Linked DNA regions of Macaca mulatta: region 2 is linked to region 1. Evidence: chromatin contacts called from public Hi-C data. All regions are on one chromosome and are shown on one strand. The core of a region is the stretch at or near the end of the contact, and the rest is flanking DNA. Distances in the headings are between cores, read along the strand shown. Region 1 holds the start of DDX24 (DEAD-box helicase 24). Region 2 holds the start of IFI27L2 (interferon alpha inducible protein 27 like 2).

Region 1 (4,283 bases), core at 1,567-4,066:
AAAATACCTATGTTCCCACTACTATAAAGGAACCTTTGCCATCATTTTGCTCTTGGTTGGCATCTCCCCCGCCCCCCTTTTTAAAAATGAAAATTGACTCTATTTCTTTCCTTCTTTCTTTTTCTTTTTTTAAAGATGATGTCTTCTATGTTGCCCATGCTGGACTCATACTCCAGAGCCCAAGCGATCCTCCCTCTTCAGCCTCCTAGATAGCTGGGACTACAGGGATGTGCCGCCATACCTGGCTTAAACCAATTTCTTTTTTAATTCATAATTTTAAATCAAAACAATTTACTCAACTCTTTATTTTGAAGTTTTAAACCTCAAAAAAGTTGAAAGAATAGTACAATGAACACTCACGTACCCTTACTCTAGCACCAAGAATTCACCAATTATTAGCATTTTGACTGTGTCCCCCTCTGCCATAATATACTTTTCCTTTTTTCTGAAATCAGCTGATTGATTAGGGTGGTGGTTGCTGAAAGGGGAGGTGCTGTGGCAATTTCTTAAAATAACACAACAATGAAGTCTGCTGCATGGATTAATGCTTCCTTTCATGAAAGATTTCTCAGCAGCATGTGATGCTGTTTGATAGCATTTTATCCACAGTAGAATGTACAAAATTGTAGTCAATCCTCTCAAACTCTGCCACTGCTTTATCAACTAAGTTTATGAAATATTCTAAATCCTTCATTGTCATTTCAACAGTGTTCCCAACATCTTCACCAGGAATAGATTCTATCTCAAGAAACCACTTTCTTTGGTCATACATTAGAAGGAACTGCTCATCATTCAAGTTTCTCATGAGATTGCCACAATTCAGTCATATCTTCAGGCTCCACTTGTAATTTTAGTTTTCTTGCTATTTCCAACCACATCTGCAGTTACCTCCTTCACTGAAGTCTTGAACCTCTCAAAGTCATCAATGAGAACTGGAATCAACTTCTTCCAAACTCCTGTTAATTTTGATATTTTGACCTCTTTCCATGAATCACAAATGTTCTTAATGATATCTAGAATAGTTAATCCTTTCCAGAAGGTTTTCAATTTACTTTGCCCAGATCCATCAGAGGAATAACTATCTATGGCAGCCATAGCCTTACAAAATGTATCTTAAATAATAAAACTTGAAAGGCAAAATTACTTCTTGATCCATGGACTGAAGAATGGATCTTGGTTCGCAGACATGAAAACAACATTAATCTCCATATACATCTCAATTAGAGCTCTTGGGTGATTAGGCACATTTTCAATGAGCAATAATACTTTGAGAGAAATCTTTTTTCTGAGCAGTAGTCCTCAACAGTAGGCTTAAAATATTCAGTGAACCATGCTATGAACAAATGTGCTGTCATCCAGGCTTTGTTGTTGCACTTACAGAGCACAGGCAGATTATACTTAGTGTAATTCTTAAAAGACCTAAGATTTTTAGAATGGTAAACACGCACTGGCTTCAATTTAAAGTCACTAGCTGCATTAGCCTCTAACAAAAGAGTGAGCTTGGCCTTTGAAGCCAGACATTGACCTCTCTAGCTATGAAAGTCCTTGATGGCATCTTCTTCCAATAGAAGGCTGTTCTGTCTACACTGAATACCTGCTGTTCAGTGGCCACCTTCATCAGTGATCTTACCTAGATCTTGGGGATAACTTGCTGCAGCTTCTCCATCAGCACTTGCTGCCTCATCTTACACTTTTATGTTTCTGGAGACAGCGTCTTTCCTTAAACCTCATGAAATAATCTCTTCTAGCTTCAACCTTCTATAGCTTCCTCACCTCTCTCAGGCATCACAGAACAGAAGAGAATCAGGGCCTTGCTTTGGATTCGGTTTTGGTTTTAGGGGATGTTGTAGCCGGTTTTATTTTCTATCCAAACTACTAAAATTTTCTCCAAATCGGCAATAAACAGTTCCACTTTCTTATTCATGTGTTCGTTAGCGTAAAATGTTTAATTTCCTTCAGTAGCTTTCCTTTGCATTCACAAACTGGCTAACTTTTTTGGTGAAACTTTCAGCCTAGCTTTCAGCCTATCTTGCCTTTTGACATGCCTTCCTCACTAAGCTTAACCATTTCTAGCTTTTGAGTTAAAGTGAGAGATGTGCGACTCTTTCTTTCACTTAAACAGTTAGAGGCCCATTGTAGGGTTATTAATTGACCTTATTTCAATACTGTTGTGTCTCAGGGAATAGAGTCCCAAGGAAAGGGAGAGAGAAGGGAGAACGGCCTGTCAGTGGATTAGTCTGAACACACACAACATTTATCAATTAAGTTTGTCGTCTTATATGGGCACAGTTCATGGCGGCCCCAAACAATTACAATACAAGGAACACTCATCACAGGTCACCCTTGTAGCAGAATACATCTCCCTACGATGGACGCGTACGTCCTCTTTCGGGAACGCCCCACTCCGTCTACGAAGTAGCCGGACTTTCGCCACTTTACTTAATAAACTTGCTTTTGCTTTGCTATGCGGACTCGCCCTGAATTATTTCTTGCGCAAGATCCAAGAACCCTCTGTTGGGGTCTGGATCGGGACCCCTTTCTGGTAACAAAACTACACCAAAAATAAAAGAAAACACGTTACTGTGAGGTACCTGACAAAGTCTCTAGTCGGAGGGAGCACACAGAACCTCACCTTCTGTGGCCTTTCCCTAAGCGGGGAGGAGCAGAGCTGGAAGAGGAGGGGCCAGCGCCCCAAGCCAGCTCTCCCATCAGCACAGCTTTGGTCCGCGAGGCAGCCAATCAGATAGCTGAGTTTGCCATAGGGGTGGGACTTCCTCCGCAGCGCGCACGAGTACGTGTGTGGAGGTCCCGCCCCGGAACTGCGGTTGCTTCTGCAGCTGAGGTACAGCGGCGGTTTCTGAGGCTCCTGACCGGCGACCAACGGAGCTGCCGTGGCGTCTTCACACGGTGAGTACCAAAACGAGCGGGGCTGGAGCGGACCCTGGAGAGGGGCTGAGGCCAGGAACCCGGGTTCCTATTCGCAGGTCTCTCTGGGCCGGTGGGTTCCCGGGTCCAGAGAGGGCGCCCGCCGGCCCAAGCCGTCCAACCGAGCTGCGTGCCATGGTCCCCGCGCCTTGGGCTCCTTGTCTGGGCATCAGGGCCTGACGGCCTCGGCTTCTCGGTTTCGTGCGCGCGTTCGTGCCTGAGACAAAGCGAGAGCGCCGCGCGAGACCGGCGTCACGAGGAAACAGAGGCCCTTCTACTCTGCCTGACGCTCCCCGTGTCCTCGCCCGGTTCCTCGCGTGGCACCCCCCGCCCTCTCCTCGCTGAACCCCGCGTGTTTTTTTTGCCATGGCGCAGCGGGTCTGGCGGGCACCGTGTGCGAACGTGCTCTTCTCGCCGGGCGCCATGCTCAGCGGTTTTTGACGTGCGTCACTTTTTCGTAGTGGCGTATAACGATTCTGTGGGACAAATGTCCTTGTTATTCCCATTATGCAGACGGGGAAATAGAGACTCAGAGATGGATACGTCCACCGCAGAGCCACAGCTGACGAGTGGTGGATCCGGATTTGAACCAAGATTTACCTTGGTCTTTTTCACGGAACGTGTTGTCTTCCTTCGGCTTTCTGAAAAGGAAAAACCTGGATCGAGTTCCACCCAAACGAGTTGGGCCTAAATGGCCTTTAAGCCACTTAAAATATGATGAAAAAGCTGGATGGGTTTTAAGACGCTTGGCAAAGGAAGGGATGGTAGAGCAGGCATTTGCTCTCTCAGGCAAGGCTTGAGAAGGAAGCAAGCGCAATACGCTTTTAATAAAGCTCACCCCTCCTGCCCCCACAAGAAAAACCCCTCAGATTCTTACTCTGCCTTCAGAACGGCTTATGTGTGGCAGGCTTCATCCTCCGTGCTTTACATAATTTCCTTTATTTACACAAAATATACAACTTAGATATTGTTAGGTACTCTTCCCCCTTTTTATAGATGAGAGCACTGAAGTTCAGAGAGGAGTGGGTGGCACTATCCAAGGTCACACACGCAGTAAGTGTTGAATTTGGAATTCAAACCAGGTCTAGCTCATACGTCTTTGTTCCATCACATGTGTACCCTGTGTTTCGGGCAAAGCTGTCTGTTCTGTGGTATTTCCTTCTTTGTTCTTCTCTAGGTAGGAGCAACTGTGTGATAGCCGTCTTTGTATCCTCAGTTCTTTGTAGGGCCTAGTTGCTTAGAAAATATTTGTTGCATCAGAACCCTCTGCTTCTCAGACACCAACCTAATAGAACATGTATCTCCTTTTCAGCAACCATGAAGTTGAAGGACACAAAATCAAGGCCAAAGGCATCAAA
Region 2 (4,776 bases), core at 1,660-4,159, 63 kb before region 1:
TTTACAGGATGGTACTGCCCCCTAGGGGGCATTTTGGAAATCTGATGGTGTGCTTTTATTCGTCAGCAATTGGCGAGGGGATGCTTGTATTTAGCTCTTCGGTGGGGACAGGGGCCTGACAACTGAAATAGATAAGACAATCCTGCACAGCTGAAAGTTACCCTGTATAAATTTCAAAGATCTCATCATACAAGCAAAAAGCTCATAATTATTTAGGCCTAGAACTTAACCATGTTTTATGTGTTTTGGGCATAGTTTTAATATAGATTGAATTTTTAGGAATTTTGTTATCTTGTAAATCAGGGAGAAATCGTACTTTGATTTGTTCTGAATTTTACCAAGAGTTATTCACCATTTCAGAAAATCATGTCACCGGTAGCAATGTACTGCAGCCTGTATTTGCAGCTCCCTCATTCATAGTGCTTAAATGTAGATATATGTATATAAATATATAGATACGTCTCTTAGATCCTTGTTTTGAAACATCAAATATAAGAAAACAGGCATTGGCCGGGTGCAGTGGCTCACGCCTGTAATCCCAGCACTTTGGGAGGCTGAAGCGGGCGGATGATGAGGTCAGGAGTTTGAAACCAGCCTGGCCAACATGATGAAACTCCGTCTCTACTAAAAATACAAAATGGTGACGTGCTCCTGTAATCCTAGCTACTTGGGAGGCTGAGGCAGGAGAATTGCTTGAATCTAGGAGGCGGAGGTTACAGTGAGCTGAGATCCCGCCACTGCACTCCAGCCTGGGCGACAGAGCAAGACTCCATCTCAAGAAAAAAAAAAAATTAAGAATTTACCATTGAAATTGTATCATCTTAAATCCCAACTTATATGGGTGCAAACAACTCATTCTTTCATTATACCTTTTGGTGTAATAGTGCTTGAGCATGTACATATTGAAATATACACTATTTTATTACAAATAATTTTCTTTTATTTCTCTTTTTTTGGGCAATACCTTGTGTGTAACTATAATAGAGGATGTTATCTATGAATTTCATTTCAGGATAGTAGACAGCATTACAAAGTATTTTTTAATCTTCATAAAAAATGTGTAGCCCTGGATTAACAATTCTGATACTGCTGTGCACAGTCAGATTTTAAATCAGATAATAAATTTATAAGATTGAAACAGTGAGATATTGTTGCCAGAAGAGATAGCTTTTTGGAACAGAACAGAAAATATCCAAATAGATATACTGGTATATATACCAGCTAATGAGTTTTGAATATAAAGATGAAATATCAAATCGAAGATGAAATTTAAGATGATTTAATAATGGTAGTGGAACAACTGGCTAAGACATATATGGATACATAAAACACTATATGTACCAATCTAAATTCCAGATGGATTAAAGTAAATCTTAAATAGCAAACCCCAGAAGAATCTAAAGAAAATACAAGTGACAGTGTATTGAATAGCTAGTAGAAATGGCCTTTTCTAAAGACAAAAATAATAAAGTAAAATATTGGTAAGTTTGCATAAATATTAAACACTTTTCTGTTTTAAAAAAACACCAAAAAGGCAGGAATGAAGCATAAATAAAAATTTGCAACATCTATGAGAATGGATGAAGATAATTAATATATCATTAATTCCTATATATCAGTAAGGAAAAAAATACTTCAGTAGAACAAGGATCCAAGAATATGACAAGATAACTCACAAAATAAGGAGTACATGAAGGTAATAAACTTAAAAATAGTTTAGTCTCACTAGTGGTGAAGAGCAATGTATACTAAAATAAGTCACCTATTAAATCAACAAACGGTTTTTTTGTTATTGTTTCTTAACGACAAAGCTAGTTGTCAGTGAGGAGGAGAAAAAAAATAGATCCTCCCACATACTTCTGGGAAAATGTAAACTGATGACAACATTTTTGAATGCCAACATTACAACGTAGGTATCAGGTGCTATAAAAAATGCATAGTTTCTGGCCCAGCAATTCCACCTCCAGGAATATACAGAAAATACTTGTGCCCCTTAATGTTAGCGCTTCATGCTAAAATAACTTATCAGAGCGAAAATTAGACTTTAAACCCTTAAAAGGGTGGGGGAGGGGGCTGATACGTTGAACCCACGGGGATGGAATATTTAATGACCATTAAATATCATATTGAAGTTCTGGAAAAGGCAAATGGGCGGGGATGGTTGCCAGGAGCAGGGTGGGGGTGACTCCGAAAGCGCTTGAGAGAATTTAATGGAGGAGGGGGCGGGGCATGTAAAAAAAAAGGTCTGAATCAGAGCTGTCAAAGCCGCCCAGACTCATGGAAGTGTACACTAAAAGGGTGAATTTTACTTTGTGTAAATTACATACACCTTAATAAAGTTGACTTTTTAAAAATCTTGTTGAAGAATATTAAACAGCCTGGGGAAATCTAAATGGTTGATTAACTGAAGTGAGTAATTTGCAAGGCAGAGTGTGATGGGAACTTGGCCGGTGATGGAGGGGGTGTTTACACATTCAGCGGAGACATAGGCTGGAAGGAAAACTGCCAGAATGTATTTATATTAGTGTCTCTCTGGAAGTTAAACATCGTTTATTAAATTAAATTAAACATCGTTTTTCTCCGTGCATTTTGTTTGTTATTGTTGTGTTGCTTTCGGTTTTGGTTTTGGCTTTTGCAGCTAACAGCTCTTCTGTTATTGGCGGGGTTGGAGTGGGGGCCGGTGCTACAGCAATTGGGAAGCATGGCTCACTTGCTATGTCTTCCAGGTTGTTTCCAGCTCTTTTCTCTTCGGTAGATCCGTCGTCAAGCCGGGGCTGGCGAGCCGGGAGTCCGGACGGCGCCCGGGCGAGCGGGGTGGGGCGGCGGGGCGGAGTCTGCGTCTCTCTGGGGCTGCCAGAGTGGGCGTGTCCCTATTGGGTGGAGGGGGAAGTAACACACCAACAACGCTCTCATTTCCTGGGCCGAGCTGTGACCTGGAGACGGCCTCAGCATGATGAGTGAGTCTTGCTTCCCCAGGGGGCGGGCAGGGTGGGCTTGGGGCAGGCCTCCCCTTCCCCAGCCCAGGAAGGGACATTGAATAGCTTCCTTCCCTGACTTCATCAACCAGCTGACCTACTGACTCCCTCTCCCTCCCTTCCTCCCTCCCCCTCCTTTTCTACCTCCTTTCCCTCCCCCTCCCTTTGTGCCTCTCTCTCTCCCCTTTCTCCCCTTTACCCTCTCCCTCTGCCTTCCCCTCTTCCCCTGGCTCTCTCTCTCTAGAACAGGCAGCTGCTGCTGTAGTGGGAGGAGGTAAGTTGCCCAGCTCTCCTGTCTCTAGGCCCTCACCTAGCCTGGTCCTGGGGGTGCTGGGAGACCGCAGAGATGAGGCGCAGAGCTGGCTCTCCCCACTCACCCTCCACTTCCGAAGCTGCCTGAGTTGCCTGAGTGAGCCATAGGGGCCGGGAGCAGCATCAAAATACTCCAGGGAAAAGCTCACTCCCATTCCAGCCCCAGCTTGTCCTCTAGTCCTTACGTAGAATAAGCATAGGAGGAAGATTTCGTTTGAAAGAGGGTGTGCAGGTAAACTCCACATGGCTTATTTCACATTTATGCGTGGACACACACACACACACACACACACACGCACACAAACTTGAGACCCAATAAAGGATATTGACTTCTCCAGCATCACACAGCAAGTTAGAGGCAAACCAGGGCTATGCCTGGTCCTTCTATGACATCTTTGCCTCACCTGGCTCCACACTCCACCTTTTCTTCACCACGAGCCCCCTAAGCTGCCATGTCTCTATTGCTCAAGCTGACAGTCGTCCGAAACTGTCAAGGAATTCCTAAGCAGGGGGGGCGGGGAGGGTCCCTTCTCCTGAGCCCACCCCTGCACTCAGCTTCTCTCTCCCCACAGCCCTGGCAGTGGGGTCTGTGCCCGTGGTGCTCAGTGCCATGGGCTTCACTGGGGCAGGAATCGCCGCATCCTCCATAGCAGCCAAGATGATGTCCGCAGCAGCCATCGCCAACGGCGGTGGGGTTTCTGCGGGGAGCCTGGTGGCTATTCTGCAGTCTGTGGGTAAGTGTCCTGGACAGGACCCCCAGAGCTGGGAGAAGATCCAGTTCTGAGGCTGAGCCTGAGGGAGGCCCTCTCCTTGCCCTGCAGTTCCATGACCCTCAGCTTCCTGGGTCTTCAGTCTCTCCCTCACTGTCCCTTCTTCTGGCTCCTTCTGAGGGAGGTTTGGGGTGGGAGTGGATAGGGTGATGGGGTGCTGGATAGGGAGAAGAGGAAAGGAACCCAGGCCAAGAGCCATGCCTGGGCTCTGACACCTGGGTGACCTGGGCAAGGTCCCCTGCCCTCTCTGGGCCTCAGTGGCCTCCCGTGTAAAGTAAGGGGCGCTGTATCTCTTAGGGTCTGTCTGTGGATGACTCTATCTCAGTGTCCGTGAATTCACCCCTGAGCTGTCTTTTAGCTGCCTCTAGCAGCTTCTACCCAAAGCAGATCCCTGGGATTTTTAGGACCTGGAGGAGGGATCTAGGTGGGATTTCTGGGCCATTGCCAGACCCCTGTGCTCATTCTCTGTCTCCTCCACAGGGGCAGCCGGACTCTCCACATCATCCAACATCCTCCTGGCCTCTGTTGGGTCAGTGTTGGGGGCCTACTTGGGGAAGTCACCTTCTTCTCTCCCAGCTGAACCCGAGGCTGAAGGAAATGAGGCAACAGAAAATGTACCCCAAGATGAACCTCCAGAACCTCCACTCAAGTCAGAGAAACATGAGGAATAAAGGTCACATGCAGATGCATCTCCCTGTCTTTGTTTCTTGCAGCTCTGG

The links. A called contact is a pair of places that touch in the nucleus more often than the background predicts.
Region 2: a contact with region 1 is called in a Hi-C map of fetal cortex germinal zone, with 1.7 times the contacts expected there. The contact joins the promoter of IFI27L2 here to the promoter of DDX24 in region 1. A contact is called at or near these places in 6 of 14 Hi-C or Micro-C datasets (CD4 T cells, blood, cortical neurons and 3 more).

What each region holds. Positions count from the first base shown.
Region 1 is chr7:167,344,616-167,348,898 of T2T-MMU8v2.0, reverse strand. It overlaps DDX24 (DEAD-box helicase 24), which reads left to right and starts at 2,816. Exons shown (of 9, transcript XM_015144415.3): 1 at 2,816-2,907; 2 at 4,238-4,283. The coding sequence starts at 4,243. It overlaps LOC144330386 (a long non-coding RNA gene), which reads right to left and starts at 2,708. Exons shown (of 4, transcript XR_013396509.1): 1 at 2,592-2,708.
Region 2 is chr7:167,407,699-167,412,474 of T2T-MMU8v2.0, reverse strand. It overlaps IFI27L2 (interferon alpha inducible protein 27 like 2), which reads left to right and starts at 2,909. Exons shown (of 3, transcript XM_077941663.1): 1 at 2,909-2,957; 2 at 3,860-4,021; 3 at 4,538-4,746. The coding sequence starts at 2,951. The coding sequence ends at 4,728.